Linked DNA regions of Mus musculus: region 2 is linked to region 1. A link is a contact called in public Micro-C data. All regions are on one chromosome and are shown on one strand. The core of a region is the stretch at or near the end of the contact, and the rest is flanking DNA. Distances in the headings are between cores, read along the strand shown.

Evidence for each region. Hi-C and Micro-C count contacts between places; a contact is called where the count stands out from the background.
Region 2: a contact with region 1 is called in a Micro-C map of macrophages, with 3 times the contacts expected there. The contact joins the enhancer-like site here to the promoter of Nbn in region 1. A contact is called at or near these places in 11 of 39 promoter capture datasets (the 3T3-L1 cell line, 3T3-L1-derived adipocytes, the C10 cell line and 5 more), 1 of 15 datasets of contacts at CTCF or cohesin (pro-B cells), 7 of 484 Hi-C or Micro-C datasets (the HPC-7 cell line, the N1E-115 cell line, cerebral cortex and 4 more), 7 of 115 datasets of contacts at active chromatin or transcription factors (bone marrow-derived macrophages, cardiomyocytes, effector CD8 T cells and 4 more) and 3 of 9 other capture datasets (adipose tissue, liver and macrophages).

What each region holds. Positions count from the first base shown.
Region 1 is chr4:15,956,269-15,960,465 of GRCm38.p6, forward strand. Nbn (nibrin) reads left to right here and starts at 1,699. Exons shown (of 16, transcript NM_013752.3): 1 at 1,699-1,842. The coding sequence starts at 1,806.
Region 2 is chr4:16,069,052-16,073,248 of GRCm38.p6, forward strand. No RefSeq gene overlaps it. Among named protein-coding and RNA genes, the nearest start is that of Osgin2, 57 kb to the left of the region's middle. Within about 2 kb of position 2,365, at least 33 of the 459 cell types and tissues checked have an H3K27ac peak or open chromatin away from gene starts, as enhancers often do. A contact at or near this core is called in effector CD8 T cells, macrophages and memory CD8 T cells, where this site is marked.

The sequences.
Region 1 (4,197 bases), core at 449-2,948:
GACATTTTTGATTTGGATTAAATCAAGGCTCATATCTTCTGGGGTGAGGAAAGTGGTTGAAATGAGTCTTCAGTGCCTCACAGCATTGCAGTATAGGCACAATTAAGAATAAGAAGCTTAGCAACTGAGCTGGGCCTGGTGGCACACACCTTTAATCCTAGTGCTTGGGAGGCAGAGGCAGGCACATCTCTATTAGTTCAAGGTCAGCCTGGTCTACATAGAGTTCCAGGCAAACCATGGCTACATAATGAGACTCTCCCAACAAAACAAAACAACAGCAAGCTTAATTTTCAAGCTCAGCTCTCTATGTTGCATATAAAGGAAGAGGTCCCTTAGCGTAAATGGTTGATTGTCCACTAAGTGTTAGATTCTATGTGTTTCCAGATTCTAGCAAACACAGACCAAAAATACTATTTTAAAAGTATTTCTGCAGAACATGTATAGATTATTTTTCTTTAAACAATAGAACCAGACAACTGTTTAAATATCACTTACATTTTCCTATATATCACATGTAATCTAACAGTTAATTACAACTATGTGGGAAGATTTCTGTGCTGACAATCAAAACAATGATGCATTCATGCTCTGTAAGAGCTCATCTACTCTGCTTGTAGCTGTTTCAGCTCCATACTTTAGCTTCCCAGATCCTTTGATGTCTCTTGCTGTGTTTCTGTAACTCTATTGCAGTCATTCTTTTTTTTTTTTTTGGATAGGATTTCTCTGTGTAGACCAGGGTGGCCTTGAACTCAGAGACTCACCTGCCTCTGCCTTCCGAATGCTGGGATTAAAGGTGTGCATCACCACACCCAGAAGTTGAAGTCATTCTTTAATGGACACACACCCTTAATGTATGATTTATTAATATTACAACTGGATTAAAAAACCCATTTGTCAGTGCTGGAGAAATGGCTCAGTGGTGAAGAGCATTAACTGCTCTTCTAAAGGTCCTGAGTTCAATTCCCAGCAACCACATGGCGGCTCACAACCATCTGTAATGGGATTCGATGCCCTCTTCTGGTGTGGCTGAAGACAGCTACAGTGTACTCATATACATAAAATAAATACATAATTAAAAGTGGGGGGAGATGGATGGCTCAGCGGTTAAGAGCACTGACAGCTCTTCCAGAGGTCATGAGTTCAAATCCCAGCAACCACATGGTGGCTCATAACCATCTGTTATGTCCTCTTCTTAAGTGTCTGAAGACAGCTACAGTGTACTTACATATAATAAATAAATAAATCTTTAAAAAAAAACTGTTTGCCAGTGGTCAACTATTAAGGGAAATTGGGACTACTTGGCAAAAAGCTTGTGGACTTATTGTTATTCAGTAAATCCTGACATTGTATAAAGATGTAAACATGGTTCTGGTATAATACACTCAGGATACAGTGGAAAAGATTAAACATATTTTGACATGAAATCTTCATCTTGACTGATACTACACATGATGTAACTTTTGAAAATACAGAAAATAATACACTCAACAGCACTTTGATACATCTAGTTTAAAATCCACATTACTTCCGAGCTTTTTAAACATCACAGTTCATTGATTAAAGCGTCCAGTTCGGTCCATCACATTCCTGCCAGGACGCTTTCCGCGCTGCACTGCTGCATCTTCAGCACTAGGTGGCGCCCCCGTCAGCGGCGCGCTCTGGCCGGTTCCCGCCTTTCCGAAGAACTTGTCAGAGTCCTGGGAACGCGCACGTCCCGGAGCCCGCGCCGGTGCAGCCCGGTGACCGCGCAGGCTGGGCAGCTGCGGTTGGCGTCGCACGTCGCGGGGTTCTGAGACGCCGGCCCCATGTGGAAGCTGCTCCCGGCCGCCGGTGCGGCTCCAGGTAGGCGCGTTAAGGAGGCGGCGGGGAGTTCTTTCCCGGGAGCGGCCGCGGGGCGGTGGGGGCTGGGAAGCAGTAGAGCGCGCCTGCGCTTCCGGTCCGTCCTTCTCGCCTTCCGGCGGACGCCTAGGCGGCCGGGGCTGACTGGACACGGAAGCTGGGTGGTGGGAACCGGGATGGCAGCCCACCGTACTTCGGGCGTTGGGGTGTGCGTGCCCAGGTTAGACCGGCTCCAGCTAGGCTGCGAACCGAGGGGAAGAACCACGCGGAGTTGCCCAGGCGCCCAGCCAAGGCTGGGGACGCACGCAGACCGGAGCGTAGTTAGGAGAAATCACGCGACACCACGGGGCCGCTTTAAAGTTTTCAGAATTTCCCCTCGGGGAAGAGTCCTCCGCCCACACATTTTTTTACGCAGTGAAAGTTATCACGTGTTAAGTGGTTGTCTCCTTATTTAGTCACTGGTGATGGGAGATTATGCACTTGCCTGCGACTCTATCTTGTTTGCGGGGAACTTTAAGAAGATGCAGTTTACTAACAGTATAAGGGGAAGGATAAAGTCTGAAAGATTATCTATGTGGGTTGGGGCACTGCAAGGATAGAACGCAACTTAGAGGACTCTGAATAATTAGCCTTGAGCCTAGCTAAGTCTATGAGTGTCTGTAAAATAGAAATTTTCTAGAGGTGGTGGCGCAGGCATCCCAGCACTTGGGAGGTGGAGGAAGGAGGATCCGGAGTTAAAAGTTATCAACTACCTAAGTTTGAAGCCTGCGAGCTACATGAGCGCCTCTCATGTGCTTTTAGGCTGTAGTTCAGTACTCACCTGGGTAGCACTTTATTAACATGATAGCAGAATAAAATATGCTTCTAGAACCAATATCAGAGATGCATTTCGGAATCAGACGCTAAGGGATTAGTTTTCAAGTAAGGTGGTTACAGTAGAAACTCACAGAATATTTATGTATCTACCTTGAAACCGTTCAAGTTCCTCTCTGCTAAACTGAGTGTGATAGTTCCTGCCTGTAATCCCAGCTCCTGAGAAGCCGAGGCTGGTGGACGTTGAGTTTGAGGACAGCTTAGTTAGGCAGCGTAGTGAGACTTCCTCTCAAAAATGAAATAAAGCAAACAGAAATCTCATTGACAGTACTTAACTCAAACGGTTCAGAAGGATGCCAGGGATCTGCTGGACTCTTCCTGTTTGTCTAATTGTGATAATTACTCTTCCAAGTGTAATAGAAGCCCATGTCTCCAAATTCCGCAGGTCACCCACATGTCTGCTATTACTCCACCAGTTGCTGATTTACAACTTTATTTTAGCGTTTTATTGATTCTTTGGGAGTTTCATACCATGCACTTCAACAGCTCATCTCCTCATCCCTCCATATCCACCCTCCACCCTCTGCCCTTGCAACCTTCCCCTCACAAAAGAAAACAAAACAAAATCTCACCCTGAAAACTTCAGTGTGTCATGTAGTATATATACCCTCTTGGCCGAACAGCTTTCCTTGCAAATGTTCATTGCTATGAGTTGGTCTGGTTTGAGTCCTCTGTCTCCTGCTATACTATCAATACTGGATCTTCTTGGATATCCGGTTGTTGCCCTTTGCTGTGGAGGTCTTGCATCTTTGGATCTAGAGGACCAGCTTGTTCCTGAGCGCCAACAGCTCATCAATGGGGTAGATGTTGAGGTAAACCAACTCAAAGCACTGGATCTGGCCTGGATTGTAGCTGAGTTGGTCAGCCTGACAGCTCCAAAGTGCCATAGGTGCTGAGGGGTGGAGCCAGCTCTGCACAGCCCTTGGCATGGCATCAGCATGGCCCTAGCTGGCAGCCTAGACCAGGGATGACCACATGACCTTTGGTGGTAACATGGTCCATGCAAATCAACACAGGTCCCCACTGCTGCAGGGCCATGGACCCAGGCATGGCTTTAGGTGGTGTAGTGGGCTACTCACATCAGGCCATTCTCCACTACTTTCCAGTCTCCAGTTCCACCTTTCTTCATTGTACCATATTCTTCTCTTTTTCTTTCTCTCCATCTCTCCATCACTTACTTGTTCATCTTACTTGCACCTGGGCCTCTGGGTGTCTTCTTAATGGTGCCTGGTAGAGGTCATCTGTGAAGTGCTCCTTCCCACCAGTGCATCTTTGCACTGGGTAGGAGGCTTGTAACAACTTTTTTTTTTAATTAGTAATTTTCTCACTGATGTAAAATGCAACTGTTAATAGTAAAACAAAAGTCTTCCTAAGGTATAGTTGCATCTAATCTGATCTTAATTGTATTAATTTAGAGTTTTTGTTTTTTTTTTCTGATCCATTGAAATATCTTTTAATGACTATAGCTTTTTGGCAAATTTTGCT
Region 2 (4,197 bases), core at 1,115-3,614, 110 kb after region 1:
ACGAACAGATATTTCCCTTGATTTTCTGTTGTTTGGTTTTAGCTTGTTTTTCTCAAGTGGTATGTTTATGAATGGTTCGCATATAATGTCAATACAGACATAAGGTGGAGGCTCACCCCAGGCCAGCTCTTGTCTCTGTTGTCACTGTCCTGTCTGCTCTGCACAATGCTCTGATCTTTACCCATTCCTCTGTTCATTTTGTGACTGCTGCAAAGAGTGCCAACCTCTTTGAACATCCAAAGACATGTTTGTGTCATTTTGACACTGGCGCCACAGAGATCAAGGCATTTACACTTCTCCAACACAACAAGCAGCTGAACTATTAAATTCAGTCACTTTTATTTTCTGAGGAAAATAACTATATATATTTTTGGAAGCCTCTTACACACATTGCACTGGAATACAAACTGCAGTTTTGATCACCAATGTGCTGCATGCCTTTAGAATACAAATTAAACATTGAGCTCCCTCTAGTGACAATAATATGGATGCATTTAAAAGCAGTATGGCTTGTATATACTTTGCATTCAATTATTTTTAATCTTATTTCATTTTGTTTTACACAATAGAAGGTTTTGAGGGAGACAGAAATCTTGCGTTCCAGAACTACATCCTGAGATCTCATACATTTTTTCCTCCTGCTTTAAATTTCTAGTTTAATAGCTTTCTGATTGTAAAAGGGTACTTTGATTGAAATTTATTGACTTAAGCTTTTAAAATTTGTTGAGATGTTTTGTACCATAACAAGATCTACACTGTAGAATGTTTCATGTGCATTAAGAATGTATATTCTGCTATTGATGAATAGAACAGTCTGTATAGGCCTGTTAGGTCCTTTCATTTTAAAGTATAGCTTCAGTCTGATGTTTCCTTCTAGTTTCTCTATCCGGATGATATACCCAGTGTCTCCTATTATTAGTATAATAAAATGTATACCTCCTTCCTGATATTCCAATATTTATATTATGTGCTTAGTTGCACTGATGTTGAGCATATATGCATTCATAACATTATTCTTCCAGATATACTCCTTTATCATTATGTAATGATCTTCTTTTATCTCATTTTTATAGTTTTGATTTCTATATATTTTTACGTGTTGTATATATTGGTACCCTCACTTTTCCTTTTCCTTAGGGTCCTTCCTCCCTGTCATACCTTAAAAAAATACAGATATTTTTATTGTATATTTTTTTATTTACATTTTAAATGTTATCCCTTTTCCAGGTCTCCCCTCCAGAAACTCCCTATCTGCTCCCCTCCCCCTACCTCTATGAGGGTGCTCCCCCACCTACCCACCCACTCCTGCCTTCCTGTCCTGTCATTCCCCTATACTGGGGCACCTAACCCCCTCAAACCCAAGGGCTGATCCTCCCACTGATGTCCAACAAGGCCATCCTCTGTCACATATGCAGTCAAAGCCATGGGTCCCTCCATGTGTACTCTTTGGTCCAATCCCCAGGAGCTCCAGGGCATCTGGCCAGTTGACACTGTTGCTCCCTCCATGAGGCTGCAAACCCCCTCAGCTTCTTCAGTCCCTTCTCCAACTCCTCCATCGGGGACCCTGCACTCAGTCCAATAGTTGGCTGCGAGCATCCACCTCAGTATTTGTCAGGCTCTGGTAGAGCCTCTCAGGAGACAGCCATATCAGGCTCCTGTGAGCAAGCACTTTACGGGATCTGCAATAGCATCTGTGTTTGGTGACTGTATATGGAATGGATCCCCAGGTGGGCAGTCTCAGATTTTTTAAAGATTTATTTATCTGTTCTATATAATGAGTTCACTGTTGCTCTCTTCAGATATACCAGAAGAGGGCATCAGATCCCATTGCCAATGGTTGCGAGCCACCACGTGATTGCTGGGAATTGAACTCAGGATGTCTGGAAGAGCAGTCAGTATGCTTAACCACTGAACCATCTTTCCAGTGCCCCCTCCCCCCGCATCATACCTTTTAAAACTCAGTTTAAATATTATCTCATTAAAGTATTAGCTACTTTTCTGTTTACTGAGACAAAATACATGGCAGAAGCAATGACTGAGAGAATGATTTGTTCTGGCTCACTGTGTCAGGGCATCTCAGCAGATCATAGCAGGGAAGGCTCAGTGGGGCATGTTGTAAGAGTTTTCTTTTATGAAGCAGACCAAGAAGCAGAAATAGCAGCCTGTACCAGAAACAGGTATAACCTTCAAAGCCCTGTCCCCAGTTACCCATTTTCTCCACCTTCTACTGGGTTCCCAGTCTTTGAAATAATTACAGATGCTGAGAGCATGTGGAAGGTATTTATGACTCACCCTATACCATGTTGCCACAGGCACCCCTGAGCTCAGTGTCATCCCATGCAAAGTACATCGGGTGCAGCTTCAAGGGCCCCAGCAGTCTTAACATGATTCAAAAGTCTCAAGTTCCATGTCTCTACTCAGACTGAGGGTTCTTTTAGCTGTGATCCTCTGTGAAGCAAAACCAAAACCAAAACCAAAACCAAAACCAAAACCCAAACCAAAAGAATGAATAGCTTTCTTTCTCAGTATGTAGAACAAGTGGTCATTACTTTCCCAGAGGGCCGTCATTCTCATCTGAAACCTCACCAGTGCAGTCTACACTCTTCATATTCCCACCAGCACTGTGGTCTTCCAAAGACCCACTGGGATTTCCTATTAAGCTCTGCTTAGAGTCTGTTAAAGTTTCTCTAGCCCATACCTCCAAACTCTTCCATTTTTTCTTGCAAGCCAGTCCCAGGGCCCAGCACTCACAGCTTTATAGCAGTATGAACCGTTAACTCCTCGAAACAATTTTGAGTATCAGTTACTGTTGTGTTTTATCTCAGCGGGCCCTGCCAAGGTGTAGCCCTGAACAGTTAAGCCGTGCACATGCCTAGTATAAAGGAAGTTTATTTGGGACCTGGAGAAGGGGATAGAGACTGAGAAGGGAGGGGGACAGAAAAGGACAGAGAGGGAGAGGAGAGGGGAAGAAAAAAAGAAGGGAAGAGGCCGGCTAGGGACATGTGGGGAAGAGAGAGAGAGGGAAGGAGAAAGAGTAGATGGAAAGAGAGAGGAAGAGAGAGGAAGTGAAAGATAACATAGGGAGAGAGACAGAAAGACAGAAAGAGACTGAGATAGAGACACACAGATGGAAGCCAAACAGCCCTTCTTATAGTGAGCAGGCTCCTACCTGGCTGTTGCTAGGTAACTGTTAGGCAGAGCCTAGACGAAATGCCAACATTCCTCTATTTGAGTTTAATTTAAAAATGAGGAACTAGAAAGAAGGGATGGTGGGGCAGAAATGGGGTCGTCGTGTTCTTTAATTACTTCCTGCTGACGTTGGGGTGATCACTGTGTCTTTTGGGAACCTAAGAAAACTGGGAACGGGCTGTTGGTCAAGTCGCGGGAGAGCTGGCTGTTTCATTGCTGCCCAGGGTCTGTGGAATCATCTGAGGCTAGGAAAGTGCAGGTGCAGTAGAAGTGTCTGTGAAGGTAGAGCAGATTTTGAGAAAATGCCTGGACTTTGCAAGAAACTGAAATACATACATATTAGAGACAGAAAATAAAGTTTAAGTAAGTTTGGGAACAAATCTTTTTCTTGGGTATGTATTTGAAGCCTTTAGGCTCATGGTCTTGGTGGTTGGGGGGAGGAGAATCCCCAAACCAGGGAACAGGGGGAGGGTGGGAACCTGTGGCGTTGTGGGTCCTGTGTCTGCTCTGCCACAGGACATGGACGTTGGGGAGGAGGAACAAGCACCATGGCAGAGCTGGTTCAGGGGTCCCCAGGCCAGCGATGAGGCCGGGGCCATCTGGTTCTCAGGCTCTTGGACACGCAGGCATCCCTGGGAGCCTGAGAAGAGCAGAGAACAGAGTGGGGGCCTGTAGGCAGGATCTAGCCTGGGGTCGGGGGGAAGGGGTAGCTTCGGCTGGTTCCAAGGGGAGAGTACTTGGCTTGACAGAGGCAGCAGGCTTGGCCTTGGTGGTAGTTGTGGCTAAGAGAGCAGAGAGGCCTTCTACGTGAGATTAGACAGTGGCTTTATAGGTCAAGGCCTTCTCCATGGGTCCCCACAGCAGATCCCGATGAAAAGAGCCAATCCATGGTGTTAAGGCATTTATTTCATGGCAGAAAGTGGATGTGTAAAACCATACCCCACTTCCCAGGGTGGGCCTGAGGTTAAATACCTTTTGCAGGGAGGAGTGTCTGGGCAGGAAAGCTTA